Linked DNA regions of Zea mays: region 1 is linked to region 2. A link is a contact called in public Hi-C data. All regions are on one chromosome and are shown on one strand. Each heading gives the region's core, a stretch centred on a gene start, on an enhancer-like site or on the middle of the called end of the contact. The rest is flanking DNA. Distances are from core to core; before and after follow the strand shown.

Region 1 (6,718 bases), core at 2,370-4,869, 100 kb before region 2:
TCGTTTCTAGCCATTTCGATATCAAGATATCTATAGGTAGAATTGTAGTTGAGGCATGTATGGAATTCAAAGCTAGTGTCAAATAAGAAACTTTGAAATTTTAAATCATAGAAGGAATAAGCAAGTTTGACAAGTGTCATAAGAATTGTCTCATTAAAGAGACACAAGGATGGAATATAACACATTAATTCTATTGACTTCAGTTTGATGTATATATATCATTGACCACATGTCATAAATACACCAGAAGAATGCCGAAAGTTGTTGTTTTGCGTCTACATTAATTCACAAGACACCCACGGTGCAAAACTAAAACAAAAAAATGATGGAAAGCTACAGAGGTCTGCACATTGACCAAAGTGCCAAAAGCAATCGAGAGAATGGCAGATAAATAAGAATCAATGGCATCCTCAGGCTCAGCCTTGAACTGTGAATCAATGGAAGTTTCAGGTGCTCAGACTTGCACAATTGACCACCAAGGAGCTGCCTTCTCCCCTTTCTCATCTGATAAATGGAGAGACTAGCAGATAAATAAGGATCGAAGGTATTTTCCGGTTCTCAGCCCTTTGTTCTTAGTATTGTGATGCTTCCTTTCCCCCCTTCTGTTCTGATTCTTGTCTTGCCAATCACTGGCTTGCCAGAGAATGCTGAAGTTCCAAGGATCTCGGGGGCCTTCTTAGGAGGAGCACGAATTCGCTGATTTATATCCTGCAAGGTAACATCGCCTTCCTCCCAAGATGGTTTGATAAGAGTAAAAGGATATGCTACTGAGGTAGTTAAGTTTTCCTTCACCTTAACTAGTGTTGAGCTTGATCCTAGTAGTAAGGCAAAAGAGGCCACATGATTAACACCGATGAAACTGGAAGATGAAGTGTGTTCCAAGTAATAATATACTTTCAAAATGAAATACCTTTGGACACTTTGAGTGTACAAAGCTTTCTAGTTTCCTGCATTATGAAACTTTCTGTCATTGGTCCAGTCTCACTTGTTCCTGTAGGCATATAGAAATAATAGGTAAGTTGTGGACCTCAATACAAAACCACGATGCTAGGAAGGCACTAAAACATCATGGTTGCTGGTTATAATAGTACATTGCAGCAACTGCAAATAGACCATAACTGTGAAGGAAAAGAGGAAACTAAAATGCCCTTCTCATGGTTGCTGGTTATAATAGTACATTGCAGCAACTACAAATAGACCATAACTGTGAAGGAAAAGAGGAAACTAAAATGCCCTTCTCAGATATCTCGTGAGAGCTTAAGAACAAATATTAATGGAAATGTTGGAAGCTGAGTTGCAAAATTAAATGGAAAAATGATTATCAAATGGTATAGAAAAGACGATTTGCACTGACCTGAAATACCAGATTGATCATTTATACATGCAATGCTCTCCTGACTACAAGGCCTACAGCAAGTAGGAGATGAATATATCACAGCTGACAAACCAATGAGCCAAATAAAGTTGTTTTAGTGGAACCAGATAGGGACAAACGTTTGATCAGGCTCGAGGTACACTGGAGTTCCATAAGAGCAATGTTCAGAAAGAATATCTTCTTGCCGGTAGGGTGCTTCATCTGACAAGGAATTTATTGTATCGGATGTAATTTTTTTAATTAGTAAACAGTATAGTATTTAAGCATATATAATGAAAAATACAGACCTAAATTATTTGAAGTGTGGTGCATATCCCAATTTAAGCTCTGTGGTTTATCAGTGCAGAGCAATGAAATTTCTGCTGCCTGAAACATGGAAAAACAGAACATGCATAACTATGATATGCAAAGACTAGCAGGATGGAGGAATTTGAAACATAGGTAGGAGCTGGAGAACAACCTCAGATGTGACAAAAGGTGAAGCAGCATCATGAGTCCCAACTTCTGACTGACTAGACTCTGAAGGGTACTCTAATGTGCGCCGCCGCTTTGATTCCCGAGATTCCTCCAGGTCCAAGGTCTCCTTGCATGTGAAATCTACTCAAGTAACAGGCGCTTTAAGCTATGCATTAAGAGTGGTAGCAATGATAATTGGTAGAAAAAAATTGTACCACCAAGGTCAGCAAAGAAATCACGGCAGTCTCTCAACGGGGTTTGATTTCCAAGCAATCCCATTAGCTCATCGTCATCTTGATTGAGGCAATCCCACACGAATTTAGTAGCATCTGCTGTAAAAAAAGATGAGACACAATGAGAAATCAAGTCCAAACAGGTACTTTAAAGCTTCTTTGTGACATAGATGCAGGTTATGGATGTGAATTAGTACCATGACTTGAATCGTTGGGTTCACAATGCTCTACTGTCCAATCCCAGAGACTGAGGAAAGTGTTACAAGATCAGGCACAAGTGTAATAAATTGCAAAAAAAAAGTAGTGCACCATAATAGCAAGTCAATTTACAAGCATTCTTTGAGCAAAGAGTTGAGGCAGCGTATAAGTTCAATCACACCCACTAAAGATAAATCATGATTCATGAGCTACTTGTGTAGGTTGTACGCGGGTTTTCATCTGATTCTACTTCGTTATGTATGCTCAGTTTAGTCAATGAAATGAACAATCAAAGGCACTGAAGTACGTGTAAGCTATACACTAAATTAATTCCTGCCGATCAGGCATTAGAATGAACAGCATACAAAGCCCCATTCCAGCCCCACGTGAACCCATATTCTCCCCCATCCAATCTTTGGCACTGGCATCAACCTAACTCTCAACTGAAGCAGGGTACAATTTGAGCTAGATAAACCTAAGAAGGGCATGAAGCTACTCTTGTAGGTAGTAGACAGATCTTAATTTTAGTTTGACATGTAAGGTAAATTATCAACTAAAAAAAAAGAATTAAGGGCTAGCAACACAGCAACTTTATTACCAGAGGTCAGGCACTACAACGAACAGCATACACAGGCCCATTCCAGTACCAGCCAGTCCAATATCCTCTCCATCGAAGCTATATTGGCGGCGTCGGCCTAATCTACGATTTAGACAGCCTATAGGGCGCAACGTCGCAAAAGACCATCCGAACCAGCGGATCAAATCCAATGGAACGAGCACCCAGGACGCAGGACTGGCGGATGGATCATTCCAATCCGCCAACATCGACACACCAGATCGCTGGCTCGGTAGGATTCCTCTACTGTTAGATCGCCGACGTGATCCAACAGCCGCCGGATTCCTCCGGCGGCGGCGCGGATCTCCGCACGCCGGCACGCCTGCGCGAGGTCTCATATCAACCAACGACGGCGGCGCATCGGTCCCAAACCAAAACCGCCCTCTAATCCCAGACCAAATCCCCCAAAACAAGGAGCTCGGAGCAGCAACAAAAACGCGAGCGGAGACCAGTCACCAAAGACACGGATCAACGCACACGACTCGGGGCCCCCTCACCCACGTTTGGCCATGGTCGTCGGCGCTTCCACCGGCGGCGGGGGCGCTGCCATCGTACGACGGGTCCATCGGGCCGCCGCAACTAGCCGTTGCAACGGTCTCCGCCTTCTCCCCCTCGGCAATCGGATTTTGAGTGTCTACTGTGCGCGATGCGATGGCGAGAGCGAGAGGATCCTGCTACAAACTGCTCGGGTGCTGATACGCCCACGGTTGCGCCGCATTTGTAGTCCGAGGGATGAAGACGGGTGGGACAGAAAAGGGAAGAAATGCGAAGGGGGTGGTGGGCACGAGATGGGCTGACTGAGAAGGCCGTTGGGCACGACCCCTCGGCCTTCGCGCCGCGTGCCCAGCTCAAATCTCCGCTCGCTCGGCTTGCCTGTCTCTCTGACAGTCCACCCTGTGTGTTTGGTGGGCGCGTGGCGCCAGAGCCGGTGCAAGAATTGATGGCCTTCCAAAAGCCCAGCGTGCCAAGGCGGCTCATTCGCAACTCCAGCCATATGGTTTCATGGAACCGTACAAATGGGTGTAACACTTTCAAAAAAATGGGTAGCAACCTTGACAGAACCGTAAATTTTACTAAGTCCCTGTTTAGATCTCCTGCAAATAATTATATTTTTTTATTCAAACAGGTATAGATAATAAAATAGCTAATTGTTAGCTATAGCAGTAAATACTAATTATCTACCTAATTAGATCAAATCAGACAATAGCTAATAGCTAGCTAATAATTATCAGTTAATGGATCTAAACAAAACAAAAAATAAGGCAAAAGCCCTTTATGGTAAAGAGGAATTATCGCACCCTATTTTGAATAACAAAACCAGATACTAATATGCTTTGGTACGAAGGCCGAACTAGACATTGATCATGTCTCACGCTAACCGCATACTAACCTTGTTTTTGAATATAGGATATTGATGTGATGCATGCAAGTCCCAAAGACGAGGACTACATTGTGCATGCAAAGTCACCCTCACAAGGCGAGAAGGGCTCACAGACCCATGTTGGGGGTCTGCGGGCGAGGAGGGCCTAACTCACAATGGGGGCTTCGAGCCAAGAGGCCTTCGGCCTCGAGGACTCTACTCCCGATGGCCTTTCTTCCTTTGGCGCGGTCGTCTAGGCCAGAGCGAGAGCCCAAGCGAAGCAAAGGGCAATTGTTCCACCTCGGCGCCATATCAGAAGACGAGTCAATGAGGCGACATCGAAGACCATGAGGCAAAGGCCTTCATGACTTGACACTAGAAGACTACGTATAGACAGTGGGGACCCTGTGGGCCCTCTACATGTAAAGTTGGCCCATCTGTCAGCCTCTCCTGCGGGTACAACTCTTGGTGTAATTAGATCTAGGTCAGCATTGTTTCGTATTTACTCTGTTGTACATTATATTCTGAGGATGTAGCAGGTATCCAAGGGCACGAACGTACTTTAGGCTAGCCCATTGGTTGCACTATAAATAACTACATCCAACTCCTAGATGAGACACGATTGACAAGACATTGAGCACCCTAGCTTCCTATTTTGTTGAGCACCGTTGTCTCACCTGCTCCCGAGTGTTTGGGTCCACGTGTCAGAACCCAACATTTAGCGCCCACTGTATTCATTACAAAGACCAATCCCACGATGGCTTTCGAAAAGAACACCCGATCCAACTCCACCTCAATGGAGTTGATAGAGATAGTCTTCACTGACAACACCCAGAGGCCTAAGGTCACCTTCCCCACTCAAGACCAAGAGACCCAAGCGAAGACTGCCCATGTGACGGCTACATAACTACCAACTGAAAGAAATCTTCCTCTTCGCACAAAGAGCCAGTCATTTCCACCCCTAAGGGAAGCCCCTTCACATGTAGTTTGGAGAGCCATGGTCATGCTCCGTTCAACACCAAGAGACACCCCTACCAGTCCATAGTCTAGTCTGATCAGACCAAAAACCAACCCTCTGATCCGCCATCGAGTTGAGGACACCCCCAAGCGATTAGACTTCGAGATCCATGAAGAAGACAAAGCATTCGAGTTTAACTCCAAGTACCATTTGTTACTTAAGAGCCTTCACATAAAAAATGATGACCTTAAGAAGTAGATATAAGCATTGACAACCACAAGACACCATGATGAGATCCTCTAAAAGGTATTGAGGTTGATTGAAGAGGAAAAAAGACATATTGTGGACTCTACAACAAGAAATAGCAGACTTGTAGCAACATGAATACACCTAACCACCTTCACTAAGTGCAAAAACATAGTATGAGCATACTCAATAGCCTCCGCTAATAGAACACATACATCATGACTTTGAAAGAAGCGCTTGGCAAGCCCAACACTTTGGCACATTCCACAACTTCAACTTCATAAATGAAAGGTGACCGCTCTCCGCTAGACTTCAATATATCCCATGGCCACACAATTACCGGTCAGGCAATTGGCCCAAGTACAATGGCAACCCTGACCCTTCGCAATATATCATGAGCTATCAAGTGGTAGTAGCATCATCTAGAGATGACGACAAGCAATGGTGAAGTCTTCCGTCGTAGGCCTGGAGGACCCAGCTCTCACCTAGTACACAAGATTTCCACCACTGCCCATCGACTCATGGAGGACCCTTCGTGAAAAGTTATCGCTCAACTTCAAGGGCTATAGACCAGAAACCAATGGCTTTGTAGAAATATCCCTCTACACGCAATTGGAGAAGGAAAGCCTTCAGGATTACTACAAGAAATTTTTGTTGATGAAATCCCAAGTGTCTTCAGTTGAAGACCACATCTCCATTCACTATGCCATCAGCGACCTTCGCACTAGCCACATGTTCAGTCACTGCACCAAAGACCCCAAGCACACTCTAAGAACTCTACCGATTCTTCAAGAAGTATGCAAATCAGAGGAGTTGCACTACCAAAAGCTAGAGTCACAGCGGAAGGCAAAGGAGCATTCGCAGGCCAGTAGTAGACCCTAGCATAAGGGCTAACAGGATCGTTAGCAGCAGCAGGTCCACAACATAAGCAACCTACAACAACCCAACGAATCCCCCTTGCACACAGCAAAACCTCCATAGCCTAGTAGAGGAGTGAAGGTGGTAGAGACCGTGACTGTAGTAGGGGATCCACACAGGACTGTAAGTTGTATTGTGTATTCCACGGTGAAGATGTCGGACACTCTACCAAGGATTGTCCGATCACAAAGGAGGCCAAAAAACAATGGCAAGAATGGCACCAGAACAACTAACAAAGGCCATAGTCCACACCTACCAACAATCCAACACCAATACCCCCTTGCTACCAACAGTCCAACACCAATAACCCCTTGCTACCAACACATCAAACCACTATATCCATAATACCCACATAATT
Region 2 (6,714 bases), core at 3,988-6,487:
CCCCTTGATATGTTAGACAAAAGAGCTACATTAACAAATGCCGAAAGTCTGTAAAATCTTTTACCAATAGATGGTGCTGGTAAGAACATAGTGATAGATTTCTTCCTCAAAATTAACGACTGGTCCAACTGTGCCCAAAGTACAAATGTGTTTGGAGAAGTGAGCAACAACAACTGTACTTGAGAAGAACTTGTATCAGTGGTAAAGATATTATGGTTCGGCACCCATTGCTTGCTTGTGGAAGCAAAACTTATCATACTGGAGGAACCCTCAGTACATTGTAGTTAGGTTCTTCTACACAATTATTATTTCCATGATTTTTGGAACCATTTGCTAGAAATTCGGTTCTAGAAGGTACGCTCCCTGATTGATTTCCCTGCTAGCAATTTATCTGAAGCAGGTGGCGGCGCTTCAGGCGACCATATTGGAAGGCTCTCTAGAGTCACGGTCTTGAACTCTATATGGCGTTCGCTGAAGAATCATTAATCATATACTGCAATGTGTCAGTTTTGGAGCCTTTTTTTCTTGATTGGGTAATTGCGCTCTATCAGCTGATTGCTCTTTGTGTTCAATACATATTACCATTTACCAGACCAGTCCTTTACGGGGCTCCCTTTATTTCAACATTGTAGATTGAATAATGTATTGACTGATCAAGTGCCCATTGATCGACTTCAGTGTTATTTCGTCTGAATTGATAATGTATTTTTCTGCTCCTATTTGTACACATGGTTGATTATAGTCAAACTGTGTGTGCGCCTTAATTTGTTTCCACCTTTTTTGTGCAATATCTTACCCTTTCTTAACTAGAGTTCTAAAACCCTTTTTGTGCAATATTTTTAATTGAGTTACTGAAAACAGGGCTAATCCATATATTTGTTGCTTTTTGGATCGTAACTATTTTCATTAACTTTGATCCATATTTTTTTTAACACTTGCAGGTACCTTGTCTCTGCTGATCTCACTGTCGGCTAGTTTGTCTACGTGGTGAGAAAGAGGATCAAGCTGAGCCTAGAGAAGGTCATCTTCGTCTTTGTGAAGAACACCTTGCCACCAACTGGTATAAATTGAACAAACATCGATATTCATCCATTGTTGATTTACTTGTTACCAGTTATTATTATTTGTTAGATCCACAGTTAGAATTAGGGAACTTCTACATGTTATCAAATCAACCTATGACCACAAGTAGAGATCCACACAATGCATGAGTTTGCTTTACTACTTTCAGAGTTGCCAGTGTTTAAACTTTTACTGTAACTTTTTCTCCATTCATAAACCATTCTCATATGCCTTGTGTGTCTGATATATCTCAACCACACATAACACAAGTAGGGATGCACAAAGCACTTATGCCTGCTTCACAACCTTCACCTTGAGAGTTGCCGATGTTTATGTTTAGCTTGTTTTTTCTGCTCAAACAAGACCAGAGAGAACAATAAACTGGACTTGGATAACTTAATCTAGCTGATCAACACATTTCTTTTGCACTTAATGTTTCTGGTCTTCAGCATCCAGGCATTACTTAGTGCTCCAAACCCTGACGACCCACTTGCTAACAATGTGGCGAAGCGCTGGAAGGCTAATGAAAATATGAGACTGAACCTGTAGAAACAGGTGAGGGAATAACCAATGAAGTTTAGGTTTTAGTTGCAGAATCTAGATGAACTTAGCTCATGGCATTTTTTAATGACACAGCCAAAGAGTGGACCCATGTACATGCAAGTGGAGCATGAGCTTTGTTTAGTAGAAGAAATGGTTACAATATGGTTTGAGACGATAGCACTGTGCTGCCAGGTTCCCGATTTTGTCATGGATCTCAGGTTGTAGCTATAGTTGCTTGTTGATTTTAGCAGCACCTCTATAGCAGTAACTCTTCTCTGCGTGAATGTTTAGATAGCCCATTTTGCTGGACAGCTAGCAGATCATATTCCATTATTAACCAGCAGCACAACTAGCAAATTGCTTAGAACTAACATGACTGCCCATATATGTAGACCACTTGATGCTTTTGTGTCTGATTACGTATTTATATATTTTTATTAATTATGTTCTTGTTCTTGCTTGTCTAAGTGTGCATGACATGAAGTAAAACTTAGGTTTATTTATAGGTCTAGGATCTTCAGGTTGAGCTTGAGAATGAGAAGCAAGAAAAAACAGAACTTCGACAAGTGTTTACAACTTGAAGATGGAATCAGAAACTTTAAGGGTAAAACATTTTGAGGAAATAGAGGATTTAAAGAAAACATATCAAGAAATTCACGCCCTCCTTCGCCAGTTGCTGAGCTTCAACCAGGTCAACACATTATAGGGCCATAAAGTTCCTGAGCCCCAATAGTGAACTATTGCAGGATGTTTCTGTTTTGAAATTTGGTTGTTGGTTGAACTATGTCTAGTTGTTTTATCAATAATTGGTCGCTAGTTGTTTACAAGTAGGACTTAGTAGGTCCAACTTTGTTGATTTTTGTTACTCGTAGCTCCAAGTTCTGTTGAACATTGTTGCTTTTTGCAAAATGTATTGTGACATATGAATTGGATCTTGTCTGCTATAGTTTTGGTATTGGATATGTAAATTTTGTGAAATATTTCATGTGAATTTGTACAGTTGAATGAGATTGCTCAAAAAATAGGCTACATATTTTGATTATATAAAATGGTATTCATAGAAAATTACAAATTAGATTTAATGAGGCCACAAATTTGGCCTAGCACTAGCACAAGCCATTTTATAAATTATGACAACAAAGTTCGTCATTGAAAAGTGTCATGTCATCATACCATTTGCCACATCACCTCCACATCACTAGTACGCATGAGTTTATGACAAAATCAGGTCCACATGGCAAGGCTTTAGCTGATTATTAGTGACTTTTTCTTTGGAGTAGTGACAATATGCAAATGCCATAAAATCTATGATGAAGTAGAATCATCACAATTTTAATGATAAAAAACCTTCAATTCGCCATAGAACATGTTTAGCCATGTCACATAGATGACGAACCAAAAACGTCACATAAGCGTCATAGATTTCAATCTATGACATAAATTCACTTATCAATGACACAAGATGAATGACACAAGGTAAGGTGTGTTGTAGTGAATCTTACCAATAGATTGAACACAAACCCATAACATGTACATTACAATAATCAACATTTGTAATCATACACCAGAGATAAATCGGAATACTTTACAATAACATAATATTACATTTATTCCAAACTCAAGTTTACAATATAAAAAGAGTAGTGATTATTACAAGCCTTAATAGTACCAAAGTACATAACTTATTACAATACTTGGAAAGGTAAAACCTTTCCCCAAAAAAGTTCACACAAAAAATTTCATGCTCCAGAGACCTCCACATGATAAAACTAACAAAAGTTGGAAGTATTAAGGACCTCTCCTTCAAAAACATAGGGAATAAAACCTTGAGTAGGCAATTAGTTAGCAAGACTTACCCGACTAAAGAAAAGACTTTTAAGGGTATGCTAGCTTTTGAGAATCAAGGTAAAGCTCATTAAGTTCAAGGACTCCTTTTTGCATAAAAGCTTACTAAAGTAGACCCTTAGGCCATGTTTTAACTTCACAAGTTAAGTTATTTCCTAAATCTAGATTTGCCTAATCTAGATCATTCACTTGGCCTAAACTAACTTTATTTTTACCAAAATTTATGTTTTAGTTATTAACTACGATGTAGGTCAGTGATCTAGCCTTCATAACCAAGAAGTAATAACGATTCAAATCGATTAATACCTATTTCGGGATCTCCAACCACATGACATATGTAGCACTTAACTTTTGCATATGTTACCCGGGGTTTCTCAAGATCAGAACGGGTTCACGCCATCTCTCAACACCAGAATGGGTTTCTCCATCCAGCCTCTTGCTAGGTGGGCAAACGTTACTCTCGCCATCTCTCCACTCCTAGTGTGTGGTAGTCTTTCTGGTATTGGTCCGGCCGAGGCAAGGCTTACCCATGACAAGGCATGTGGACAACTAAAAGGTCCTAGATCATGTAGGCTAACAATGGTAAGGTCCTTAATCGACGCAGACGTGCGATCTCTCCTGCTCAATGTCTGGTCTCCATTTAAACTATTTTACCAAAACCTTGTACCTGAGAGAGGTATAATGCTTGATTGATGAATTCGTCAAGGCCTTTGATGACTTCATCATCCTAAGCCTATTTTCTTTACAAAAACATTATTCAGAGATCAAAATCATTTTCAAACCTTAATTTATAAGCAGGGCTAAGCATTTCTGAATTTTTATAAAATAGGTATCATGGATGGTAATCAATATTCCAAGGAAGGTAATGCATTAATTATTTACCACACAACTTCTGTCACCTAATGCATCATATAAGGTGATAAAATTTTGTAAACAACAAGGGAAGGGGTGAATGCACCGGGCTTGCCTTGGTGTGGAGGAGATTCAGGTTCTTCTACTAATGTATCACAATTAACTTTATATCCAACTGGTGGGCACTCTGGCTCTAGAACAGACTCCTCTTATTCAATTTCTACTTCTTCTGGGAGCTCTACATGAAATAGTATGAGCATGAATGCATATGTTATGCCATAAAATGCAAACTTGAATAGAAGAGAACAAACTAACTTGTTGAATACAACTTTCTTTCACCGTGCAATACAAGACACTAAAACCAACTAGAAACCTATTATCTTAAATATCATGACAAGATATCTTGGCCAACTAATAATCTTCAGGGAGCTAAACATCAATGAACTTCACTTTAAAACCTAAGTCCATGAGCTAATTTTATTCTTTCTACCTAACACTTGATCCATCACTTGCTTTAACCTTAAACCTTTTCCATTTTTGCCAATATCAGGTTTTCTAATAAAAAAACGTCTAGACATGTTCAAACTTTACCCAGGGGTCAAATTGGGCATATTAAGTTTAACCAGAAACTTTCATAATTTTTAGAGCTCAAATTCTATTACTAAAATTCATATAAGCATTTTAAGAGCACTTTTTAATCACTTAAAATTTGTTATATGCTTTAAAAACACTAAAATCATTTTACCATAAATTTTGAAATTTTTTGAATCCAAAAAAATTAGTCTCACGATTTTTGCATTTTCCGTGATTTTTCGTAGATTTTACAAGTCATCGGCTAAATAAATAAAGGAAAACCGTGAGCAGTATTGGGCCGAATCCGACCCACGCCGGCCCAGCAACGGCGAAAACCGCACGCGTAGCGCACGACCCGCGCCCGCACACGCATCTTGCACGGAATCCCCTGATGTTTTAAACAACTAAAAAGAGATTGTAGCACTAATTCTATGTCTCGCTGACAAATGCACCAAGGTCCCTCTCTTTCGCCTCATTCACGAAACTAAGTCCACTATGGGACTCCGCTCGCGTGCTGGCCAACTCCCTGCCAGGCTCGCCGACGACGGCTTCCACCGGCGAAGCCAAACACACTCACACCATACCCGAGCCAAGGCGGCACTACCCCCTAAGGGCTTGTTCGGTTATTCCTAATACACATGGATTGGATGGGATTGGAAAAAATTGTGAAGAAGTTTGACTTGTTTGGGATTCAAACCCATCCAATCCCACTCAATCCACATGGATTGAGAGCTAACCGAACAAGCCCTAAGCAAATCGAGAGATTCTGATATTTGCTATCAGCATGAAACATGTTTGTAAAATTGTCATCAGACCCACATTTCATAGACCCAGTTGGACCCACAATTCATAGACACAGTGGTAATTATAACAAGAAGACAACATTGTGAGTGGTAAAAATTCAATTATCTCAAGCAAATCAGACCACTACAGCTCGGGACCTAGCCTAACCACGACGATGGTGGAGACGGAGCTCCGGTGAGGCCGTTCTCGAACCCACGGTGCAGTAGAGTTCAATCCAAGGCCACGGTGAAACAAGCTGGCGACGGTGGAGCGGTTTGCAGCGGCGTGCATCGGTGTCGCAGAGGCGTTCCCAAATACAGACTGCAGTAGAGTTTAAACGGGGAAGCTGGTCTGGTGAGCAACAAGGGACCATAGGGGGGGCTAAAATAAGGAATAAACAAGAATGATACGGGCCGACGTGGTCTGGCCACAGTGGGGTGGAGCACGGCGACGCCGGTGACCACTTTCAGAGGGAAACCCGCGAACAGGAGCTACGCCAGAGGGAGGATCTTGTAACGGGGCGGGTTAGGCGTATAAAGACATGGCAAAACTGCTGACGCGGCACCGGGATGTGAAGTGAACACCACTCCCCACCCCCGTCTGACAAAGCAAGTTTGGGCTTAATTTACTCATAATTTCTAATGATGATAGAGGGATCGTCCTTACTACCAATTGTTCACCACATTGTCCTCTAACTAAATGCTATAGAGACTGTAGGCCATAACACTATGGATCAGTCACAAGGAAGCTCCAAAGTTGAGCAAAAACTAACTGCAACCAATGTTTCAGTTAACTGAACTAAGGTTCAGAAAACTTTAGTTTGACAACATTGTTTAAGGCATCTTTTTCTCCCAGTTCCAAATAGTTTCAAGGGCACGACCTTTAGTAAGATTTACTCTCCAACTATAGCTCGCCAACTTTGATATAAATATATTCTACCAAAATCCCATGGATTAGGAGATACAAGAGCCCAAAGTTAGCTCATTGTCACTTCTTTTTTTTTCAGAAATCCAAAACTGAATCAAATCTGAAACTTTGCAAACCTCCAAACATGAA

Evidence for each region. A called contact is a pair of places that touch in the nucleus more often than the background predicts.
Region 1: a Hi-C map of ear shows a contact between it and region 2, with 2.2 times the contacts expected there. The contact joins the promoter of LOC100193871 here to the enhancer-like site in region 2. A contact is called at or near these places in 3 of 25 Hi-C or Micro-C datasets (ear, leaf and tassel).

What each region holds. Positions count from the first base shown.
Region 1 is chr10:109,669,032-109,675,749 of Zm-B73-REFERENCE-NAM-5.0, reverse strand. LOC100193871 (Protein XRI1) reads right to left here and starts at 3,619. Exons shown (of 9, transcript NM_001138950.1): 1 at 3,380-3,619; 2 at 2,262-2,311; 3 at 2,047-2,163; 4 at 1,836-1,972; 5 at 1,663-1,741; 6 at 1,495-1,576; 7 at 1,355-1,407; 8 at 911-991; 9 at 196-815. The coding sequence starts at 3,444. The coding sequence ends at 559.
Region 2 is chr10:109,566,039-109,572,752 of Zm-B73-REFERENCE-NAM-5.0, reverse strand. The region is part of intron 1 of LOC103642698; the gene reads left to right. Among protein-coding and RNA genes, the nearest start is that of LOC100272273, 23 kb to the right of the region's middle. Within about 2 kb of position 5,237, at least 14 of the 20 cell types and tissues checked have an H3K27ac peak or open chromatin away from gene starts, as enhancers often do. A contact at or near this core is called in ear, leaf and tassel, where this site is marked.